4 separate regions of the Sus scrofa genome follow, and regions 1, 2 and 4 are each linked to region 3. Evidence: chromatin contacts called from public Hi-C and targeted proximity ligation data. All regions are on one chromosome and are shown on one strand. The core of a region is the stretch at or near the end of the contact, and the rest is flanking DNA. Distances in the headings are between cores, read along the strand shown. Region 1 holds the start of SQLE (squalene epoxidase). Region 2 has its middle 43 kb from the start of ZNF572. Region 3 holds the start of MTSS1 (metastasis suppressor protein 1). Region 4 overlaps MTSS1 (metastasis suppressor protein 1).

Region 1 (2,700 bases), core at 115-2,614, 230 kb after region 3:
CCCTGAGACTCTTACACACTTTTACTGTTTCTTCTGGAATGCTTGTCCTGGAGCAATTCATGTAACTTGCTCAGAGGCAAGCATATGCAGCATATGGAGGTTCCCAGGCTAGGGGTCAAATCAGAGTTACAGGTGCCAGATCTTAGATTGGTTTCCACTGAGTCACGACAGGAAATACCTACCCAGGGCACTTATGACACACCTCGGTTTAGTTTACTTCTTTGCTCTGCACCCCTCTCCCCATTTCTGATCTTGAGAGAACAGAGGCTAATGCATCAGTGGACCTCTAGCCCTAGCACATTAACACGTTCACAGATGCCTGACAATTTGGGGTGATTTAAGCGAACACCTGGCACATCCTCTCCTTTCTTTCTCCGGCAAACACCCGCCTACTCCTTCTTCCAGATTCAGCTTGAATGTCATCTTATCCACGCACCTGTAGCTCCTTCTACCATCACCTATACACAGCTGGCACAGGACAGAAAGGCTGGCCTACTTCATCTCTGTGAAACCTGGGCTGGCACGTAGTAAGCGGTCCACAAAACCTCGCGGAATGAATGGAGATGTTTAGACAGAGGGTGGCGGACCTCCCGGCAGGGGTTTCCTCGGAACCACCTCCACCTCCCAGCGGCTGGGGCCACGAGACTCGGGGTATAACCTACTCCACTCCCACTCCCTCCGGAGCCAGCCATGCACCTTACCACCCTCCCACTCGGACAGCAGGATCCATTCGCACGCCTTCCCACCTCACACCACGCAACGTAGTTCTAGCGCCTGTCCGGCATCACAGCGGGGGCCGTGCCGCCTGCGATTGGCCAAACGCGGCATAGCGCCATCTCGGCCTACCGCGAGGTGCGCGTCCTCATTGGCTGGCCACAGCGATGGGCGGTGACGGTGGGCGGGGCCCCCTCCGGTCCCTAGCCAGGGCGGAGCCCAGCCGCCTCTAAGGCGCTCTGAGTCCGGTAACCATCAAGGGCACCAGGCGGTTATTCTGGTTACCGCTGGGGCGCAGCGCTGGGAGGACAGCTGCGGTCCGCGAGGGATGCTGGTGAGGAGGCCGTGGGGGGCCGCCGCCGCCTTTTGAGGGGAGCGCTCTGGAAACTGCCGTTCGGCGGCTGGAAGGTTCCGGGGCTGGTGGAGGTCTCGAGGTGGGGGCTGCGCTTCCCAGCGCCGGAGCTGCAGTCTCGAGTCCGAGGTCGTCTTTGGTGGGAGAAAGCAGACCTGCGGTTCCCCCGAGCTTGGCGGTCCCAGGGAAGAGAGGTACTCACTCCGCGCCGCCGGCAGCCCTCGCGCTTTCCGCCCAGGCTGGACCGTCGCTGTCGGAGGTGGCGCGGCCGCGTTTTTCCCAGCGCAAGATACTTGTCACCCTGTTCCTCTTCTGAAAGGGCATCTGCTGCTGGTGGGAGAGAAGAGCAATTTTACAGCACGAAAGGCCACCGTCAAAATTTAGGACCTCATCCACAGTAACCCCTAGGGCCCGCCTCCCTCCTCAAAAAAAAGAAGAAAAAAAAAAAGTAAACACACGGATTGCTTAAAAGAGGAGAGCCTGATCGGGAGCTGTTGGAGCAGCTGATTTTTAAATACAGCTTTTTAAATCCGGGACAACTTACTCCTCTTCAAGTACTTTTTACTTTTTTAATGATTTTGTAAATTAGTCTGATTTGAATTGTAATCCTGTGACTGTGTTTATTGGACTTTGGCCGGTTCCCCGCGCTTTTTTTGGACAACACATTTTGGGGAGAACATCTAAGCACCAAAACTTTAACCAGGAAAAAAAAAAAAGAGGATCTCACCGTTGACCCGGTGTCACCGAAGAAGCCTTTAAACCATGTGGACCTTTCTCGGCATTGCCACCTTCACTTATTTTTATAAGAAATGCGGGGACTTCGTCTCTCTGGCCAACAAGGAGCTCTTGCTGGGCGTGCTGGTATTCCTGTCGCTGGGGCTGGTGCTGTCCTACCGCTGTCGCTACCGGAATGGGGCCCTCCTCGGGCGCCAGCAGAGCGGCTCCCAGTTCGCCGTCTTCTCGGATATTCTGTCAGCCTTGCCTTTAATTGGCTTCTTCTGGGCCAAATCCCCCACTGGTTCAGAAAAGAAAGAGCAGCTTGGGTCTAGGAGGGTAGGTTGAATTCAGAGTGGGCGAATGGGTGAGGGTCTAATGTTAAAATCCGGATCGGGGTCGCTCAAATGTAAATATTGCAATTTAAAGGGCGAAAGGCAGTCGGTTAGATACTCTGGTGTGATTTCTTATATACAGTTGGGTTTTAAGCTCTTGACTGTTCCTTGGCGACATCTTTGATGCTCTTTGGCTTGATTGAAAACCTTTGTTTCATTTAGCAGTTGGTGGAGCCCATGCTAAATGAAATCGATTTGATTATGGATGTTGATTTGATTATGAGAGGTGAAAGGAAATATTTGAATCCCTAGGAAATCCCTAGATAAGGAAATGTTGGAATCTCTAGAGCAGAATCACTTTCTGTGATTGGAGAAGAAAAAAGTTTGTTTTATTATCCTTGGGTAAGGATTGCATTGTGAGTGACTAGTTGATGTTTGCAGTTCAGTCCAGTTCCTAAATCAAAGGCCGGTCTTTTTTTTTTTTCACCAGCGGCATATGGAGGTTCCCAGGCTAGGGGTCTAATCAGAGCTGTAGCCACCAGCCTACACCACAGCCACCGCAACGCGGGATCCTGCGACCTACAC
Region 2 (2,700 bases), core at 108-2,607, 170 kb after region 3:
CTCCACAGCATCCCTATAGGCATGGCACACAATAGGCCCTCAATAAATCCGTCGAATGAGTAAATATAAACATGGCAAGTTAACACAGGTAAATGTTTGCTTTGCCACACATTACGCTCTACTAAGCTCTCCTCACATTCCTTGCCAAGCAAATCTGCTTCGGGTGGGGAACTGATATTTTCCATGAATGGAAAGACGTAGGTTGGAGTCTCACCTCTGACACTGTGGCGGCCATGTGAATACAAGCCAATCATTTCAGCTTTTGGAGTCTCCTTTCCTCATGTGAAGCGAGGATTGCCCTAAGGAACCTGGGGATAATAAGATGTCAGTATCTTTCCCTAAACCTGCTCCTCCCCCTGATTCCCATCTCAGCACCACCCACGTGCCCAAACCAGGAACCTGGATGACTCAGTCTCTGTGCCTGCCTTCTCCATACCCCCACGCCCAGGCAGTTGCCAAGTCTGAACTAGTCTACTCGTAAATCTCTCCTACATCTCTTCCACCTCTGTCTCTCTCTCCTCTAGCCATCATTTCTCACCTAAACCATTGCAGTATTCTCCCTAATTGGCCTTTCCCATTCATCATCCATACCACTAATGAAATAATTTTTCTACTATAGCAGTACCTTACCTCAAAGTTTTAAATCGCACACACACCCCACCCCCCATTTTTCAGAGAGAGCAGATTCCTTACCTTGGCACTGATCTGGCTCCTGCTCATCTCTTAATCCCACTGCCCATGCCTCCCCAACACTTCCTGTAAACTCCAGCCATTTTCGGAAATGAGCCCTTCTCAGTCCCCTCTCCCTGACTTTGCACATGTTGTTCCATCTGTCTGCATGGCCCCCTCTGCTGCCTGGCATTCCCGAGATGGCCAGGGCTCTGTTTAGCATCACCTGGGGGCTGCCCTGACTTGCCAGTCTGTCCATCATCCCTCTTTATATTTCCATGATAACCCATGCCTAACTCGGTCATGACACAGGGCTTAACACATAGCTGGCACTTAATACAAGTTTATCAAGTGGGTCGACTGTTAGGCATTAGTAAGAACATGAAACTCGAAAATCCCAGTATAGCTTGTAATGAGCTATTAGGGTTCTTTTTTTTTTTCCCCTCTTCTTTGGCACTAATTTAAGATACTTATTCATAATCTTTTGGAGCTAATCTAACTTCAGCCCTGCGCAGAAGCAGAGGAATAAATGAGGTGACTTCTGAGCTCTTCCAGCTCAGTGGGTGATCTTGGCCAAAGAATGAAGTCTGGATTCAAAGGGATGTGGGACTGAATTCCAACTCTGCCACCTAATAGCTGAATGACCTCGGGCCTTAACCTCAGGAAAATAATGGGACGTGTACAAAGCGTCATGAGCAGGCGATGAAATCATGCAGAAGCGGAGGGAAGGCGGAGCTTGGCAGATGGGAAGCGCCCAGTAAGTGTTAGTATACCTCCACCTAGTGGTGCGTGAAAAGAAGGGCAGGTTGGGGTGAAAGGGTATCAGGAGGCTCCAGGGAGGTGGGAATGGATGAGGCAGAGTGGTGAGCTTGGTCTGAAGAACAGTATCTCTTTCAGTGAATAGCAGAATGGGAAGTGGACAGCAAGCAGCTCATGGGCATGGGGTCACCTTTTATAAACAATCAGAGCAGCTGAGGTGGAAGGCATTGGGCGAATAGTGCCAGCCCATGGTTGGATCTGTAGGCACCAAGGTATTTTCCAGAGTGAGAGAAAGTGGGCTTAGGCCTTCCTCCAGCCTGTGGTGATCCCAGGTAAAGGCCATGGCCATGCCTTCCTTCCACCAAGATGTTACAAGCACCCAGCTGCTGCTCAGCCCCACCGTGCTCCCTTTCACCTCACCTGCTTGGTTTTCTTTTATTCTTAGTACTGGTGACCTAATATTTTACAGAATTTTCTTATTTTCGTGGCTCTCTCTACTAGATCATAAACCTAGGAAAGCAAAGATTTTGTCCAGTGTCTTGTGGCGGCTGTAATCCCAGCCACCACCACCCTGCCAGTATCAGGTGATACTGAATAAATGAACAGATAAATTCTATTCATGTAATCTCTTCCACTAGAATGTAAACTCCATGACTATAGGATTGTATCAGTTACGTACTGTTGTATAACAAATCACACCAAGAATTTAGCATTTTATTTTATTTTTTGCTTTTTTGGGACTGCGCCTACAGCATATGGAGGTTCCCAAGCCAGGGATCTAAGCAGAGCTACAGCTGCTGGCCTACACTGCAGCTCATGGCAACGCTGGATCCTTAACCCACTGAGTGAGGCCAGGGATCGAACCTGCAACCTCATAGTTCCTGGTCAGATTTGTTTCCACTGTGCCATGACGGGAATTCCAAAACTCAGTATTTATGGATCAGGAATTTGGGAAGGGCTCAGTAGGGCAGTTCTGGGTCAGGGTCTCTCATGAAGTTGAACCTCAGCTGCCAGGGGGGTTACAGTCATGTGAAGACTTGACAGAGCTGGAGGGTCCATTTCCAAGGTGGCTCACTCTATTGACAGTTGCTGCCAAGCTGGTCCTCCATGTCCCTGTGGACATTTGTCAGGGCTGCACTGCCTTCCTGCCATGGCAGCTGGCTTCCCCCAGAGTGAGCAACCCAAGAGACCACAAAGGAAGCTGAAAATGCCTTTATGATTGAATCTTATGCTACCGGTCACTAGAGTCACATGTCACCACTCCCTCCATGG
Region 3 (2,700 bases), core at 165-2,664:
ACACAGTGCTCACAATCCTTCCAAGCGAAAACCTGGAGTCTATGTCTCTTGGTGGGTGGGGGATACAGTTGTTTAAGGCGACCTAGTCTTGCCTTCAGGCTGGGATCCTCATCCAGAGGAAGAGCCCCCATTCAGCTCCCCCACCGCAAGACTGCTTCGGAACTTCTGCTCCGCGCCCCGGGGAGGGCTGAGGGGAGGTATGCACACCTTCACCAGGTTTGGAAGAGCCTAATTAATACCTAATTTGCTCCGATCACCTCCAGGTGAATCTGAAAGCCAACGTGGGAGCCCTCTCAGTCTCATGGGCCGGGGAGCTCCTTCCCACCGCTGGGCAGAGCTCCCACGCTCTCCCCACTACCACGCCAGGCGCCTCCACCCCGAACCCCAGGGAATCAGGTGTCCGCCCAGGCATCTAGCCTCTGCGGGTCGCAGACACTCCGTCCAGCGACAGACAATAGAAAACTTGGAGCCGGGGCCCTTGGCCCCCAGGGAAACGAGATGGTGCCGCCCCCTGGGACAATGAGCGGGGGACAGGGCAGAGGGCATCAGATACCCCCAGAGAAGCCGCCCGCCAGGTGACCCAGCTTAGCCCGGAGCGGCGCCCCGGGTGAGCAGGTGACATCCGGGCCGGAGCGCTCCCGCAGGTGGCCGGCGGCCACCGCGCAGGCAAGGGCCCGGCGGCTGGCCCGGGGCGGAGGCGAAGCCTGGTAGCGAGGTCACTGTACGGCGGCCGCCGCCGCCGCAGCCGCGCCCCCGGCGTCCTACCTTCATGTCGCTGATGATAGTCTGGAAGAGGCCTCCGAGCGCGCTGCATTCCTTCTCAATCACAGCCTCCATTTTCCCAGCGCCAGCAGGGACAGGACACACACTCGGGGCCGCCTGGACTGTGTGCGGAGCTGGGGATCGCTCACCCCGGGAGTAATTTCACCCTCCGAGCGACCCACCTCCAACTCGCAGCCTCTTGTGCAAAGAGGACGAAATGCCCGAGATCGACTGTTCTCTGCCCAAAATAATAAAATAATTTAAAAAGCCAAACCGCTCTGTAGGGCGCCTACATGCAGTGCTCTGCTCCTGGCCTTAAAAATGCCCGGACAAGACTGACAATCAGGCCACCACTGGTGCCCACGGCAGAAACAGCAAAGCCCATCTTGAAAAAGAGAAAACCGCCCGCTGACCCGGGGCCAGCGCCATTTAAAAATGCAAGATTTTCTAATTTAACAAACGTTCTTGAAATTAAAAAAAAAAAAAAATCGCCCAGCTGCAAGAACGGGTCTGCTCGAGACGCCGGGATCTGTTGCTCGCAGCCACGGCCGCCGCCTCCTTTTCAGTCCTGCGCGCCGGGCCCGGGCGCTCGCTCCAGCTGGGCTCCCGGGGACGTTCGCAGGGGCGCACGCGCGCTCGCGGCCGTGCGTCCGGCGCGGGGAGGGCGCGCTCTCGGGGCCGTGCGTCCGCCGCACGCGGGCGGGGCTGGGAGCGCGTGCCCGGGAGGCGCGTGGGGCGCCGGCCTCGGAGAGGAGCCGGCTGGCGGGTGAGCGTGCTAGCGGTGCGAGAAGGATTCCGCCCCTGTGGGAGCCTCCTGCGCCGAGCAGCCCCCTTTCTCCTAGGCGGCTGGTTGCGGAGCCGAGAGGGCGTGTCGGCACGCGGTTAGGCGCCCACCCGACAATGGCTGCAAGCGCCCGGCACGGAGGGTGCAGCCGCCGACCTCGGGGACAAGCACGCTGGCACGCTTAGCGCAGTACCTCGCATCTAGGGAGCGCTCGATAGGGCGGGAAAACTGCCGTTGCTGCTGCCGCCGCTGCTACTGCAGGCTTCCGAGAAGAGGCCCGTTCGTTCTGTGTTATCAGAACTGCTACGCCAAGTCTTGATTGCAAACAGCCGAATATGTAATTAAGGAGAGTTCGGAGGCGTATCCTGCAGCGGGATGCCCAGTTCAATCAAGTTGCCGGACGCTGGGAAAGTGGATTGATTTGACATTGCAAAATAAATAGCGTTAGAACTTCCATGTGCTATTTTCATTACTTTATAGAGATTGCTGACTGCTCGTGCCTTGGACCGTTGTTTTCCAGGCGCACTGAAGACATCGGGTGTTGGCGTCACTGCAATGAGCCTGGTGGAGAGGTTTAACCTGGAAAAAGCACAAGTGGGCCCAGGTTGATTTGGGGGTTGGTGGTTCATTTACCCAATTCCACCGCCTAACTGCACAGAGATCCCTCATTTAGATCAATATCAACTAGGCAAGGAGGAGGGGAATCAAATAAAAAGCTTTTGAAAGACCTTCAAGCGTAAGCCCCCGAGTCTGGGCTGTTCCCTTGACCCTTGAGCTTTGAGCTGGGTTTGAAGCACAAAGCAGGACAAAAAGAAAATAGGTGTGTGGGAAGGAAGGTAATGAGGAACCACGTGCAAAATGCTGGAGAGACTTATATCAGACTCAGAAATAGGAAAAAGCTGGCTTTGAAAACGGCTTGAGCCAAAGAAATGCATGGAGCTGCAGATCAGCTGCAGAAAATCATTTTCCCCTGGGCCACTCTGCCCCACTCTTAACCACAACCCCCCTCTCCACCCCTCTTCCCCAAATCATGAGGGGTGTTACTTCTGGAATTCTGATCTCTTGGGCAACCTACTGGCTTCTGTCTCCAAGGTCATTTGGATGCATAAGGTTTCATCTTCACTTTGTCAATAACAGTGCTTGACAGATAGTTG
Region 4 (2,700 bases), core at 23-2,522, 130 kb before region 3:
GAACCTGGCCATCTCTTTACTGCAGCTCACGCTGCTCCACCGGGAAAACCAGTAGAGGGCGCTGTTTTCACACCAGCAACGTGCCTTCTGGGCTCACTTCAGGTTGTGAAGCGTTTATTGCTTATAAGCAAGGACCAGGAACACTTTATCCCCAGGGAAATAGCTCCCGTTTGTCCTGGGCCTTCATTTGATTAAAAGTTAATCGCCTGGCCATGCAAGCAAGGAAACTATTCACGGGTGGGAGGACTATAAGCTAGTACTTTCCGGGAGGAAAATTTTGCAGCCTCTATTAAGAAATGCCTTTAAAAACAAGCCCTCTCTTTGACCCAGCAATTCGACTCCTAGAAATTTTACTGGAGGAAACAATCAAGGGTGAGAGCAAATCCTCACACCTATGAGGACAGTCACAGAAATGCTGTTTACGGCGGAAAAAGCTGGAAACAACATCCTGTTCTGGGGGGGGGCGCGGGGGGGGGGTGATAAAGCCTAGGACACGGCCACACCATGGCAGAGCACACGCAGTCACCTAAAGCGCTGGAGAGTGATGTTCTGGGTCCCAGGAAGTGAGTGGTTTGTGTGCAGGGGAGCATGTGCTGGGCCCTGGGATGCGTGCTTTACACACGTGAACCCATTTGAGCTGCACGACACGCCCAAGCGCGTCGGTGTTATCATCATCCCCATTTTACCGACAGGAAAAGCGCCCTCGGTAATGTGACTACGGTCACGCGGCTAGTGAACGGGAATCCAGCCCAGGCTGAACCTCCAGAGCCCATGCGTGTAGCCACTCAGCGTGGGACACTACAGACAAAGCGAGGTGGGACAGGGCAGAGCCAAAAGCCCAGACACTCTGTTAACGTAGCCACACACCCTTACAGGTGTTAGGGCTTCACAGTCCAGCTCACCAGTTTGGGCTCCTAAGCCTCGAATGATCGAATTGGCTCCGATCCTTGCTAGGTGGCTACAGAGAGCTGCCTGATGGAGAGCTGCTTAGATGGTGAGCCACGCCTCAGGTTCCCCAAAACAGAACTACCGCTGGAGATCCCCTCAGCCTGGCTCCCTGACCCCATTTCTCTGCTCCATGATTTCTGCTGGCTTCCCAGATGCTTTCCTAGGTTGCCCCTGGTCATCTGTCATCCCCAGGAAAGCCCAGGGCTTCCCAGAAACAGCTGAACAGTGATAACAAGCAGTTGGGGCACATGCTGCGTGCGCTCCATCACGGGGCCGCTGCAGCACAGGCCTTCCGGCGACAGGAGGAGAAAACCTCCCAACAGCTGTGTCTGCATCCAAGTGGCACGAGGACAGGAGACAGCCAGCCGACATCCTCCACAGACCTCAGGGCCCACCCAACCCACTGGAATTACTGCTGATCTCGGCCACTGGGGGCCCCCCTAAAAATAGCTCTATCTGTGGGTGTGCTTCACTGTGTCTTCTGCTCTTCCTGACCCCTGCTAATACTTTAAAAAGCAAACAAACAAACAAACAAAAAAACAAAAACAGCAGGTCTGAAAAAGTTTCCGAGGAAGCCAGCTGGAGTGACCAAGCCAGGGCAGACAGCTGGAAGAGCCCCGAGTTGACCGTGAGAATATTTATGGAATCAAATGACTGAGACGTACTTAGCAGCTTGTGAGTGAGGATGAGATTCTCCTTGTTTCAGTTTTTCCTGTATCCAGCACCCGTACTGAATGTCCCTTTGCAGAGAGAAATGGTAACAGTTCGGGCTATACCAGGAGGCAGGATAAGGGGCTGGGTTTGTCTTTTGTTTATTTATTAATTTTTTTTCTTGTTTTGGCTCTACCTGTGGCATATGGAAAAGGGCCCAGGACTGAATCCAAGCCACAGCTGCGACCTACGCCATAGCTGCAGCAACACTGGATCCTTAACCCACTGAGCAAAGAAGCCAAGGATGGAACTTACATCCTCACAGACACTATGTCGGGTTCTTAACCCCCTGAGCCACGCCGGGAACTCCCTCCTTGGAACTCTTGAGCTGTAGGGACCCACTTTAATCATCCAAGATACTCTCAAGATCCTTAGCCGAATCCTATCTGCAAAGCCCCTTCTGTCGTGTACAATAAGATAGTCACGGGTTCTGGGGATGAGGACATGGATGTCGGGGTGGCAGTGGCGGGGGCCATTATTCTGCTGACCAAAGAGGAGTAGGAATTGTTAATCTGGAGAGTGCATGGAGCACGGGGGTCACCTCCCCAGAGTCCATTCATTCATCCCCAGATACCTAATCTGGGGCAATGATCTGACTCCATCCCCTTTGGCAGTGGCTGGTTTGGGGAGAAGACAAAAATGGTGAGACGGTTGTTGGGGAGGCCTTTGGTGAAAATGTTCCTGGATCTTAAGATCAACACACCAAAGGGACCCCCACAGAGTGTGAACAGGAAGCAGGCTGCCCAGTGGCTGCGGTCAGCCAGCTTTATGGGCGTGGGAACCCCTGCCTCAGGATGCAGCCCAGCCTGTGGACAGAACACAGAAGAAACCAGAGTCTCCAATGACCTGGGTGAGCCAAATTAACACACTCGGAGCCTGCTCTCTTGGACCTGGTTCTCCTGTTCTGCAAATTCACACATTTCCTTATCTTTTTTATTTTTTCCTTTTTTAAAGTGTTATTTTACTTGATTGCAACATACATATTTGTGAAAGCCACTCGCTTTGTTCTTATCTTTCTAAACACTTATTTTGCAGAAACAA

The links. Hi-C and Micro-C count contacts between places; a contact is called where the count stands out from the background.
Region 1: a Hi-C map of liver shows a contact between it and region 3, with 4 times the contacts expected there. A contact is called at or near these places in 1 of 47 Hi-C or Micro-C datasets (liver) and 1 of 2 datasets of targeted methods (alveolar macrophages).
Region 2: a Hi-C map of embryonic fibroblasts shows a contact between it and region 3, with 8 times the contacts expected there. A contact is called at or near these places in 2 of 5 promoter capture datasets (fetal liver and liver), 11 of 47 Hi-C or Micro-C datasets (alveolar macrophages, blood, brain and 5 more) and 2 of 2 datasets of targeted methods (alveolar macrophages and skeletal muscle).
Region 4: a contact with region 3 is called in a targeted proximity ligation map of skeletal muscle, with 6 times the contacts expected there. A contact is called at or near these places in 2 of 5 promoter capture datasets (fetal liver and liver), 5 of 47 Hi-C or Micro-C datasets (alveolar macrophages, embryonic fibroblasts, fetal heart ventricle and 2 more) and 2 of 2 datasets of targeted methods (alveolar macrophages and skeletal muscle).

The regions. Positions count from the first base shown.
Region 1 is chr4:14,698,377-14,701,076 of Sscrofa11.1, reverse strand. SQLE (squalene epoxidase) reads left to right here and starts at 1,364. Exons shown (of 11, transcript NM_001101026.1): 1 at 1,364-2,119. The coding sequence starts at 1,829.
Region 2 is chr4:14,764,593-14,767,292 of Sscrofa11.1, reverse strand. No RefSeq gene overlaps it. Among named protein-coding and RNA genes, the nearest start is that of ZNF572, 43 kb to the right of the region's middle.
Region 3 is chr4:14,932,004-14,934,703 of Sscrofa11.1, reverse strand. MTSS1 (metastasis suppressor protein 1) reads right to left here and starts at 1,414. Exons shown (of 15, transcript XM_021088945.1): 1 at 766-1,414. The coding sequence starts at 837. LOC106509968 (a long non-coding RNA gene) reads right to left here and starts at 757. Exons shown (of 2, transcript XR_002343109.1): 1 at 1-757.
Region 4 is chr4:15,060,958-15,063,657 of Sscrofa11.1, reverse strand. The region is part of intron 3 of MTSS1 (metastasis suppressor protein 1); the gene reads right to left. Among named protein-coding and RNA genes, the nearest start is that of NDUFB9, 51 kb to the left of the region's middle.